2 separate regions of the Sus scrofa genome follow, and region 1 is linked to region 2. A link is a contact called in public Hi-C data. All regions are on one chromosome and are shown on one strand. Each heading gives the region's core, a stretch centred on a gene start, on an enhancer-like site or on the middle of the called end of the contact. The rest is flanking DNA. Distances are from core to core; before and after follow the strand shown.

Region 1 (4,888 bases), core at 1,525-4,024, 96 kb after region 2:
GACGCAAACATCTTCTGTTCGGTGCCTGTCATGAGGCTGCATGCTCGGGCCATCGGTTGGTGGATATATAACGATAATGAAAAAATATTTACCTTTGGACCCTAGGAGAGGAAAGGGAAATGAAATCCTAGTTATTAAAACCATGTTGCATGAAAGAGAATATTCTAGGAGTCTAGGACTAATGGCTCCTAATTTTGTTTGTTGGCTTTCTTCATTTTTCTGTGTGGTTGCTCTTGGCGACCCTGTCACCCTCTTGCACAGGTTCCTTTTCTGTTTCGTAGTCTCTCCTTGAGTGTGTAGTAAACACCTCGGACTTTGACGTTTATTTTGCCTTTTACGATTAGACATAATTTGCAACTGTGATTTGATATTGGTGTATTTTTAAAACAAAAGACGCTATGTGTTGGGAGTTCCCGTCGTGGTGCAGCAGAAACGAATCTGACTAGGACCCATGAGGTTGTGGGTTCGATTCCTGGCCTCGTTCAGTGGGTTAAGGATCCGGTGTTGCCGAGAGCTGTGGTGTAGCTCGCAGATGCGGCTTGGATCCCCATGTTGCTGTGCCTGTGGTGTAGGCTGGCAGCTGTAGCTCTGATTCAACCCCTAGCCTGGGAACCTCCGTATATTGCAAATGTGGCCCTAAAAAGAAAGGAAGGGAGGAAGGGAGGGGAGGGAGGAAGGAAGGAAAGTCCTTCTGGGATGTCTTAGCCTCCAGCATCGGTGGTGAGGAGCAGGGAGGAGAATGCGAGGGTGTTTCCCACACGGGTACGTTGACTGGGAGGGGTGGACCCCTGTGGAGTTTTCTTTCGCTTTGAAGGTGAATTTCCCAGCGGGCAGGTCCGGGGGTGCCTCTCCCCACCGTCCTTCCTGGCGTTTGGTGGCAAGGTCCTTTCCCCCTGCATTGCCTCGCACTGCGCCCATCACTCGTCAGCTTCTGGAGCTCCCTACAGGTTTCCTTCAGATCTTTGAAAGACTTCACCTTTTCTGTCAAAGTCTTTCTTTGGAAGCCGGCTCTTTTCTCTGAGTCCCTTCCTGAGCTCGTCTTCATCGTCATCACCCACTGGATGCAGCTCAGCCATCAGTTCTTGATGCAGGAAGGCTCAGACCGCTTCTGTTTCACAGCAGGCAGTCTTGCTTCTTTTGCATCCCCCCCTGCCCCCGCAAGTGACTAGTTAGAATTTCTTTAGAATCTAGTTCCTGGTCCTCAAGTTGGCTCCCCTCCGGCTGCCTGTTGGGTTGGCCGCCGGGTCTCCCATCTCTGAGGTCCAGGGCATCTCTGGGGCACTGGGGGTGCAATCCTGCGCTGCAGGCACGGGGCTCTGCTTTTCCCGCAGAGGCCCGGTTGTAGGTGCGGGGTGCCGATGAGCGGCTGGGGCGCCCACCCACAGGCCTCCCTGGACGCCCTCTAGTGCCCCGTGGGGCCCCGTGGAGGTGGCTGACCTCGGCCCAGCGTCTGCCGCGCCCGCAGGTCTCCCCAGGCCCGGAACGCCTCCCGATTTCCCGAGGCGTGGAGGGCCCCACGAGCGTGGCTCTGACCGTGGCCGCCCCCCAGGTGGAGCGTGTGTTGCACCCGCTGCTGCAGCGGCAGTACGAGCTGCATCGGGATCGCCTGGAGCAGTGCTGCGAGCGGCGCCCGGCGGAGCAGGTCCTGTACCACGGCACCGCGGGGGCCACTGTCCCAGACATCTGCGCGCACGGCTTCAATCGCAGCTTCTGCGGCCGCAACGGTGAGGCCAGGGACCCCGCGGGGCGTGGGCTCTGCCGGGCGGGAGCCCCTGACCCCTCCCGTCCCGCCGCAGGTACGCTCTACGGGCAGGGCGTGTACTTCGCCAAGCGCGCCTCCCTGTCGGTGCAGGACCGCTACTCGCCCCCCGACGCCGAGGGCCACAAGGCGGTGTTTGTCGCGCGGGTGCTGACCGGCGACTACGGCAGGGCTGCCGCGGGCTGCGGGCCCCCCCTCTGCGGGCCCCGGGCCACGTGCCCCTGCGCTACGACAGCGCGGTGGACAGCCTCCGCCAGCCCAGCATCTTCGTCATCTTTCACGACACCCAGGCGCTGCCCACCCACCTCATCACTTGCAGGCACACCGCCGGGCCTCCCCCCGCAGGGCTCCCGGGCGACTCGACCCGAGCCTAGGGGCCCCCTCGGCCCCGCCTCTGTCCTCCTGCTCCCGGCTCCGCCCGGCCCTGCAGCCCCCTCCGCTGCCGGAGCCGCCCCTGGGGGCCCCCCTGCCCCCCTGTCGTGCTGCCGGTAAGGGCGGCGGGATGGGCAGAGCTGGGCCGTGTCCCCGCCGGGGCGGCCCAACCACCAGGGGTCAGCAGAGCACCAGGTGGGCCGGCCCGCCGCCTCCCGTCTCGGGCGCGACTGTGTCCTTTGAATAAACGTGTCCGTGAAACCCGGCGGGGAGCCTGCTGGAGCTCGGGTCCGACCTCTGCTTGGGGGTGGGGGGCAACCTCGGCGGGGCCAGGGTCGGGGGACCGAGGCCGCCGCTACTTCGGGGCGGCCCTGGGCAGCGGGCCAGGCCGGACTCGGCGCGCACTCGAGCGACCCCACGTCGCCTGGTGTCACGCACGCGCCCCGACACCGTCTCCTTGCCGACCGGCCGCCCTCGGCGCCCCGGGAGTGGGCCGAGAGCGGCCGCAGGGGTGCGCGCGGCGGGGGCGCTGCCTTCGCGCTCCGGGCCCGCTCCAGCCCCGCTGCCTGGGGGAGCCGCGGGCCCCGCGCGCACTCGGGCGCCGCGACCGCACGGGCGGCGCTCGGTTTGGGGCCTGGGCGGGGCTCCGGGCTCGCCCCGCCCGCGCAGCCTGCGCAGCCAGCCCGGCACCCGCAGTCAGGAGGCACCGGCCGAGCCCGCGGAGCTGAGCCACCGGACCCGGCACGTAAGACCGGGGCCCGGGCGGAGAGGCGCGCTGCGTGTGGGCTGGGGGCTCTCCCGCCGCGGGCATCCCGGAACCGGAGGCTGCCTCGCGGCCCATCCTCCCTCGGGAGGACGCCGCCTCCGCGCGGAGACTGCGGAACTGGACGGGCGGTGCCCGGGGTGTGGGCAGGAAGGGCTGCTGGGGAGGTGCGGCTGACAGCCGGACCCCGCGCGGGGGCCCGGAGCAGAGGCTGCCTGCCGAGGCGCCGGTGGGAGGCGGGGCGGGGGGCGTCCGCCTTCTCGTCCCCAGCCCTTAGCTTGAGGGCGGAGGCACAGAGCCCACATTGTGCCCCCACACCACCCTCCGCCGCCGGGACAGAGCCCCCATTCACCTCCTGCACGCCGGCGCTTGTGGGGACGGGGGGGGGGGGACGGGGCGCCGAGGAGCGTGCACGCGTGCACGAGGGCGCGCTTTGGCAGCCCAGGGGGGTGCGGGGGCGCGAGCTGCACCGGGTGGGCCGCTGGAGGGGCGGCCCGGGCTCCCTCCCAGCCCTGGCGCAGCAGAGCTGGGCGGCCCACGCTGATGCGGCTCCAGCTATTTATAGGCCTTCACTGCGGAGACCAAGGTGGGACTGCGCTAGGGCTGGGGTACGGCGCCCGGCAGCCCTATGCGCTCAGACAGCTTGGAGGCAGAGTGTCCGGGGTGTGGGGTCTGGATTCTTCCCTGCAGGCCGGGGGAGGGGAGAGGCAGCAGCCGGGGGTTGCCAGCGGCCTGGTTTGCCTACTGACCCGAGGATTAGAGGAGACAGGGTCCAGGTTTGGGACGGAGGGGGTGGCGGGTGAGATCCGTGTCCCCTAATGGGATGAGCCGGCCCCTGGGTGACAGCGAGGAGGGGTCGGTGTTTGGGTGACTAAGAGAAGGGAGTAGCAGTGAATGTTGGGCAGCAGGCGTCCGTGTCCTTGTGAGAGCCTGGAGGGAGGGAGGTCAGTGTCTTGGGGGAGAGGTCCCTGTGATGGCGTCTGAGGAAGGGGCTGGAGGGGTGAGGCCAGTTGAGATGGGGGAGAGGGTTGTCAGTGTCCTGCTTGGGAGGGAGGGGCGTCAGTACACAGACGAGATGGGACACGGCGCAAGTGTGGGTGTCCGTGTCCAGATGCTGGGGTGGATGGGGCGGGGTCAAGGTCCCGGTCAAGAACGTGGTGGGTTGGTATGCAGTTACCCCCCCGTACCCCAAGGTGTGACCTCCTGCTCCCTCTCCAGAAGGCCATGTCAGGCGAGGACCACGAGGTTCGGGCCACAGTGGAGGATGGCTCCAACGGCGGCAGCGGCTCGCCCAGCCCCGGGGACACACTGCCCTGGAACCTGGAGAAAACACAGCGGAGCCGCCGAAGCGGAGGCGGCCCTGGGGGTAACGGGAGCGTCTTGGACCCTGCTGAGCGGGCAGTCATCCGCATTGCAGGTAAGGTCCGAGGGCTTTGTCCAGCTCTCAAGCATCTGCTTGTGGACTGAGTGCTGCTGTGGGCTCCGTGCAGGTGTCTGGCCGGGGATGATCTGGCCCGAGGGTGATCTGTGGATAGGAGGGGGCCTCTCCTGTCCCGCTTGATGGCAGGCAGCACAGCGCCACCTGCTGGCCCCAACCGGCCTGCTGCAGGAGGCCTGAGGTTGAACTTGCTGCAGTGGCACCATCATTGGCCCCCGGACGAGGGTCCAGGGCCCAGATGTGATGCCGATCCTTTCTTGGGGCTGAGCCGCCTCACGGGCCCCTGGTCTTGGCTGCCCCCATGGGGTGGGTAGACGCATGTAGGAACAGGACGGGACCCGGTTGGCCAGGGCCCCAGCCCCTCCCTGAGCCAGAGTCTGGCCTTGCCCTCTAGGAGCTGGCCTACTGGGGGGAGGATGGGGAAGGTGCAGTGCCAGGCCCCCGGCAGTGCAGTGCTGGCAGCTGGACAGTGGCTCCTCCCTTTGGGAAGTAGGTGACCTAGGACTTGAGGCCATCAGGCAGGCTGTGCTGCCAAGGGAGGAGCCGGCTGAGGGGC
Region 2 (4,985 bases), core at 244-2,743:
CCTCCAGCACGTGCGGCTGGCCCTCCTGGCAGAACTGCTTGAACATGTGCTTGTCGTCTCCCGCCATCTTACAGGAGTAGCTCTCGATCCTGGAGATGCAGGCGGGACCATAGAGGACGCCACCCCCAGGTCAGGTCAGAGCCAGCGCGGCATGAGCTCTGCAACGCCAGCCCCGGGCCCCGGCCTCACCTGCCAATGATGTGGGCATCTCCCGTCTCCACGGTCAGCTGCGAGTTGATGGCCTCGAAGCTGGAGTTCTCCAACAGCTTCATGTCCTTGGGGCGGAGGGTCCTGTGCTTCGGGGGGCTCGTGCTGCCTGGGGATGGAAGGTCAGTCTGTGGGTATCTGGCCCTTGAGGCTCCACCTTCGGGCCCTCCTCCCACTGAGTGGCACCACCATAAACAAGCTGGGTTCCTCCTGCAGCCTGCTCCCAAGCCTTCAGCACTGGTGGAGGGAACAGATGCCCTTTCACTGAGACTGGCAAGTCCAGGCCCACCGCAGCCACACCTCCTGCACTTCACAGGAGTTCTTGGGCCAGGCTGGGGGACCAATGGGGGATCCTGTGCACCCTGGGGATGCTGGTTTAGTGTCTGCTCCAAGACTCCCCGTTCGAACTGAAGAGCCCCGCCCACCAAGGGGGGCACTGTGAGCCTGCGAAGGAACGAGACTCCTCCAGCCAAGCTCCTCAGCCAGGTAAAGAACCCGCAGCCGGTTCGGAACCAGGAGACCAGGGGCTCGGCCCTGCGGGCCACCTGGGTGCGGCGCTCTTCCCTATTCTACAGGCTGCCTTCTAGCAAAGGGGGAGAGAAAAACCCATGAGTTCCTGCTTCACTCCCCAAGGACGCCGGGGAGCAGAGGGAGGCCCCACGACCCCCCAAGGGCTTGTCAGCGGGGCCGCTAGGGCGCTCCCGGGTCGGCCGGGTCTAAGGGGAACCCCAGTCTAGCCACGCGAACTACAAATCCCAGGAAGCCGTGCGCCTCGAGACGCACGCACGCGCGCCAACGCAAAGCCTGCTGGGGGCTGTAGTTCCGGAGCCGCCGAGTCGGCGCCGGGCACAGGGGCGTTCGCCTACCTGCTTGCGCTGCGCTCAATCCGGTTGGGCCGGGTCGGACCGGGCCAGACAGGGCAGGTCGATAGGCGTCGGTGCGGGTGAGAAGGCGGTGCGGGCCCCGGACAGCGCGAGCTCCTCAGGACCGGAGGGCGGCGCCGCGGCCTCCTCTCGGGCCGCACTGTATCCGGGGGAAGAAGCTCCGCGGCGACGTCCCGTTACTCCCGGCCCTGCCGGCCCATCCGGGCTGCCACCGCGACATAGCCACGCCCCTGTACGGCGCCCGACTATCGCGACCGACCTGCCCGCCGACCGCCACAGAAGGCCTGAGCAGGCGAGCGAACGACCTCTGCCTCCCCGGGCCGGACAACAACAAGCGTCCGCCAGGTCCGGCCCCACGCGTCTGAATGGCCCGCTCCAGCCGCCGGGATCGGGAGCTCGCACAGCCATTCGGGGGTTTACCCGCCGCTCAGTCCTGTCTTATGCTCCTACTGGCTGTGGCGCCTGTCCATCATCCTCTCCGCCGTGCGAACACGCCTTCCCCGCTGGCGCTCATTGGCCACGACCCCCGCCGGCTCCGCCCCAGGTGGCTGCCGGGGTTCCCAGGAGGAGCTTGCGGACTAGTGAGGTGTGGGCAGGACCGGGAGGCGGGGCCCGCGGCTGGAGGTCGGCTAGAAGGGGCCTGGGAGCGGTGTCTGGCTTCAGCCAGACGCGGACCTCTGTGCTGCAGTCCCCGCCCGACCCTTTGGGGCCTTCCAGTCGTGGCCAGTGTTTTCATCCTTGACACTTTGCCCCGGGTACGGGCCTCCAGGCCCAGTCTCGCCCTCCCGAATCCGGAGACCCTCGGCCGTGTCCTTCCTGGGCGAAGCGGGCGGGTCGGGCTCCGACGCTTTGGCGGCGCCCGGAACCCCAGGCTCGCGGCTCCAGTTTCCGGCCGGCGGAGGCGCTCGGCCCCCCGAGGCCACGGAAGCGGGCTCAGGGGGCCGGGCCGAGGTCGGACCGGAGATGGCGCCTCCAGCGGGCGGCGCGGCCGCCTCCTCGGACCCGGGCTCGCCGGCGGTGCTCTTGGCCGTGCACGCCGCGGTGAGGCCGCTGGGCGCGGGGCCGGACGCCGAGGCGCAGCTGCGGAGGCTGCAGCTGAGCGCGGACCCCGAGCGACCGGGGCGCTTCCGGCTGGAGCTGCTGGGCGCGGGACACGGGGCGGTGAGTGGGAGCAGCCGCGGAGCCGCGGGGGCCAGGTCCTTCCGTTCGCCAGCAGCGCCCGGGAGCGGTTTTTTTCCTTGCTTCTGTTTACTCGCCCGTAGACTGGAGGTAACGCTGGTACCTCCCTTCATAGGACGACTGAGGAGGTTTCATAAGATAATACGAGTAAAGGGCTTAGGGCAGTGTCAGTGGTCTACACACGTTACCTCGTGTTCTTTTGATCATCTTGCAGTGTGCGCTGGGGGCGAGGCACTGAGCCCGGACTCTCCCCCTCCTCAGGTAGGTTTGGAGTGGCCCTTGGAGTCAGTTTACTACAACGTCCGAGGCCCCAGCCAGCATGAGCTGCAGCCTCCACCAGGAGGGCCTGGGACCCTCGGCCTGCACTTCACGGATCCGCAGGAAGCTCAGCGGTGGGCAGCCCTGGTCCGCAGTGCCACCATGGAAGGACAGAATGGTCAGTGCCCTGGATCGAAGATTCATTTGATTGGCCAGAGACTGTGTCAGTGCTAGGAGAAAATCGCAGTAGCCCAGTCCCCCAGGCCTGGGTAGGGGACTTAGTGATTAGTGGGAAAGCTAGACACTCCTTACCCACTGCTGAGGTTCTGGGGAGATACCCAGGAGGGAGAAAGTAAAGAGCTGGCGCTTGGGGTCCCAGGCAAGTGCAGAGGGCAGAGCAGGCGGGCCCTCGGGACCTGGGTGAGGAGCTAGACTGTCAGAAGCAATGGGAAGCTATTCAGCAGTAGAGTGACAGCCGCGATTCAAGCTACCTAAGACTGGGTGAGGTCTGAATGTATGTGAGTGCCAACAGGTAGGGCTGGAGAGAAGGAGGATGTTTCCAGCGATGCTTAGGAAACGGACTGGCTGGGTTTCATGGAGGTTTAAAAGATAGAGTTAGTGGTTGAGCCAGGAAGCTGCGAGGACCAGACACTGGAGCTTGTAGCCAGAGGGCCTGTCTGGAGGGCCTGGAGGTGTCAAGTTCTGGAACAGATGGGAGGGAAGGGAGGGAGGTGGATCTGGGCTGGAGCCCAGGCTTGGAAGAGGTAGAGGCTAGGGGTAGAAAAGGTCAACCAAGGTCACTAAGAGAGAGCAAAATGTGACAAGAAGCGGGTCCGGCAGGCACACGGTGCGTCAGGGAGAGTCCACAGATGCATCAGAAGAGCTGTGCGAGGGGTGGGAAGAAGAGCACACGTTGAGGGGAAGTGAGGTCGAGACAACATCATCCGCGGAGGGAGAAGGGCCTTTTTCTTTCATTCATTCACTCGTTCACTCACCAGGCGTGTATTCAGCACCACTAAGCACTCTTTTAAGGCCTCAGAGATCAAGTATGAAGCAAACTTTATTTTTTCTTTCTTTTTTAAATTTTTTTCTTTTTAAAAATTTTTTTCTTTTTTGAAGCGAACTTTTTTCTTTTGTTTTCTTTTTTCCGCCACTGTATAGCATGGGGATCAAGTTACTCTTACATGCATACATTTTTTTTCCCCACCCTTTGTTCTGTTGCAATATGAGTATCTAGACATAGTTCTCAATGCTACTCAGCAGGATCTCCTTGAAAATCTTTCTAAGTTGTGTCTGATAACCCGAAGCTCTCGATCCTTCCCACTCCCTCCCCCTCCCGTCGGGCAGCCACAAGTCTATTCTCCAAGTGCATGATTTTCTTTTCTGAGGAGATGTTCATTTGTGCTGGATATTAGATTCCAGTCGTAAGTGATATCATATGGTATTTATCTTTGTCTTTCTGACTCATTTCACTCAGTATGAGAGTCTCTAGTTCCATCCATGTTGCTGCAAATGGCATTATGTCGTTCTTTTTTATGGCTGAGTAGTATTCCATTGTGTATCTATACCACATCTTCCGAATCCAATCGTCTGTCGATGGACATTTGGGTTGTTTCCACGTCCTGGCTATTGTGAATAGTGCTGCAATGAACATGCGGGTGCATGTGTTTCTTTTAAGTAGAGTTTTGTCTGGATAGATGCCCAAGAGTGGGATTGCAGGGTCATATGGAAGTTCTATGTATAGATTTCTAAGGTATCTCCAAACTGTTCTCCATAGTGGCTGTACCAGTTTACATTCCCACCAACAGTGCAGAAGGGTTCCCTTTTCTCCACAGCCCCTCCAGCACTTGTTATCTGTGGACTTATTAATGATGGCCATTCTGACTGGTGTGAGGTGGTATCTCATGGTAGTTTTGATTTGCATTTCTCTTATAATCAGCGATGTTGAGCGTGTTTTCATGTGTTTGCTGGCCATTTGCATGTCTTCCTTGGAGAACAGTCTGTTCAGGTCTTTTGCCCATTTTTCCATTGGTTGATTGGCTTTTTTGCTGTTGGGTTGTGTAAGTTGCTTATATATTCTGGAGATTAAGCCCTTGTCCGTGGCATCGTTTGAAACTATTTTCTCCCCTTCTGTAAGTTGTCTTTTTGTTCTCTTTTTGGTTTCCTGAAGCAAACTCTAAATTCCTGTTCTCTTGGAGCTTACGTTCCTAGAGGAGAGGCAGCCATACACATTCACCAGGCCTGGAGCTGGGTGCTCCTGAGCAGAGACTGCAGCATATGCCCGGGACGGGCACCAGCTGGAGAGGTTTTGTTTGGAGTGACAGCAGCCTGAGGTGTTTCCTGCTGATGGTAGAGCCCAGAGAGACACCAGGGGGAGCCCCCCTCACTCTGGGCTCCTGGTGAGCAGGAGGGGCAGGCTCCTTCTGAGGACCTGCTTTGGTTGTGCTGCGAGGCCAA

The links. A called contact is a pair of places that touch in the nucleus more often than the background predicts.
Region 1: a contact with region 2 is called in a Hi-C map of embryonic fibroblasts, with 5 times the contacts expected there. The contact joins the promoter of PLEC here to the promoter of MAF1 in region 2. A contact is called at or near these places in 4 of 5 promoter capture datasets (fetal liver, fetal skeletal muscle and liver), 22 of 47 Hi-C or Micro-C datasets (alveolar macrophages, blood, brain and 12 more) and 2 of 2 datasets of contacts at active chromatin or transcription factors (alveolar macrophages and skeletal muscle).

Annotation. Positions count from the first base shown.
Region 1 is chr4:693,581-698,468 of Sscrofa11.1, forward strand. PLEC (plectin) reads left to right here and starts at 2,775. Exons shown (of 35, transcript XM_021090372.1): 1 at 2,775-2,876; 2 at 4,113-4,311. The coding sequence starts at 4,119. It overlaps PARP10 (poly [ADP-ribose] polymerase 10), which reads left to right. Exons shown (of 11, transcript XM_003125470.6): 9 at 1,550-1,724; 10 at 1,797-1,925; 11 at 1,928-2,228. The coding sequence ends at 2,133.
Region 2 is chr4:599,027-604,011 of Sscrofa11.1, forward strand. MAF1 (repressor of RNA polymerase III transcription MAF1 homolog) reads right to left here and starts at 1,494. Exons shown (of 8, transcript XM_003125444.4): 1 at 1,074-1,494; 2 at 190-316; 3 at 1-89. The coding sequence starts at 272. It overlaps SHARPIN (sharpin), which reads left to right and starts at 1,672. Exons shown (of 9, transcript XM_003125446.6): 1 at 1,672-2,252; 2 at 2,532-2,706. The coding sequence starts at 2,055.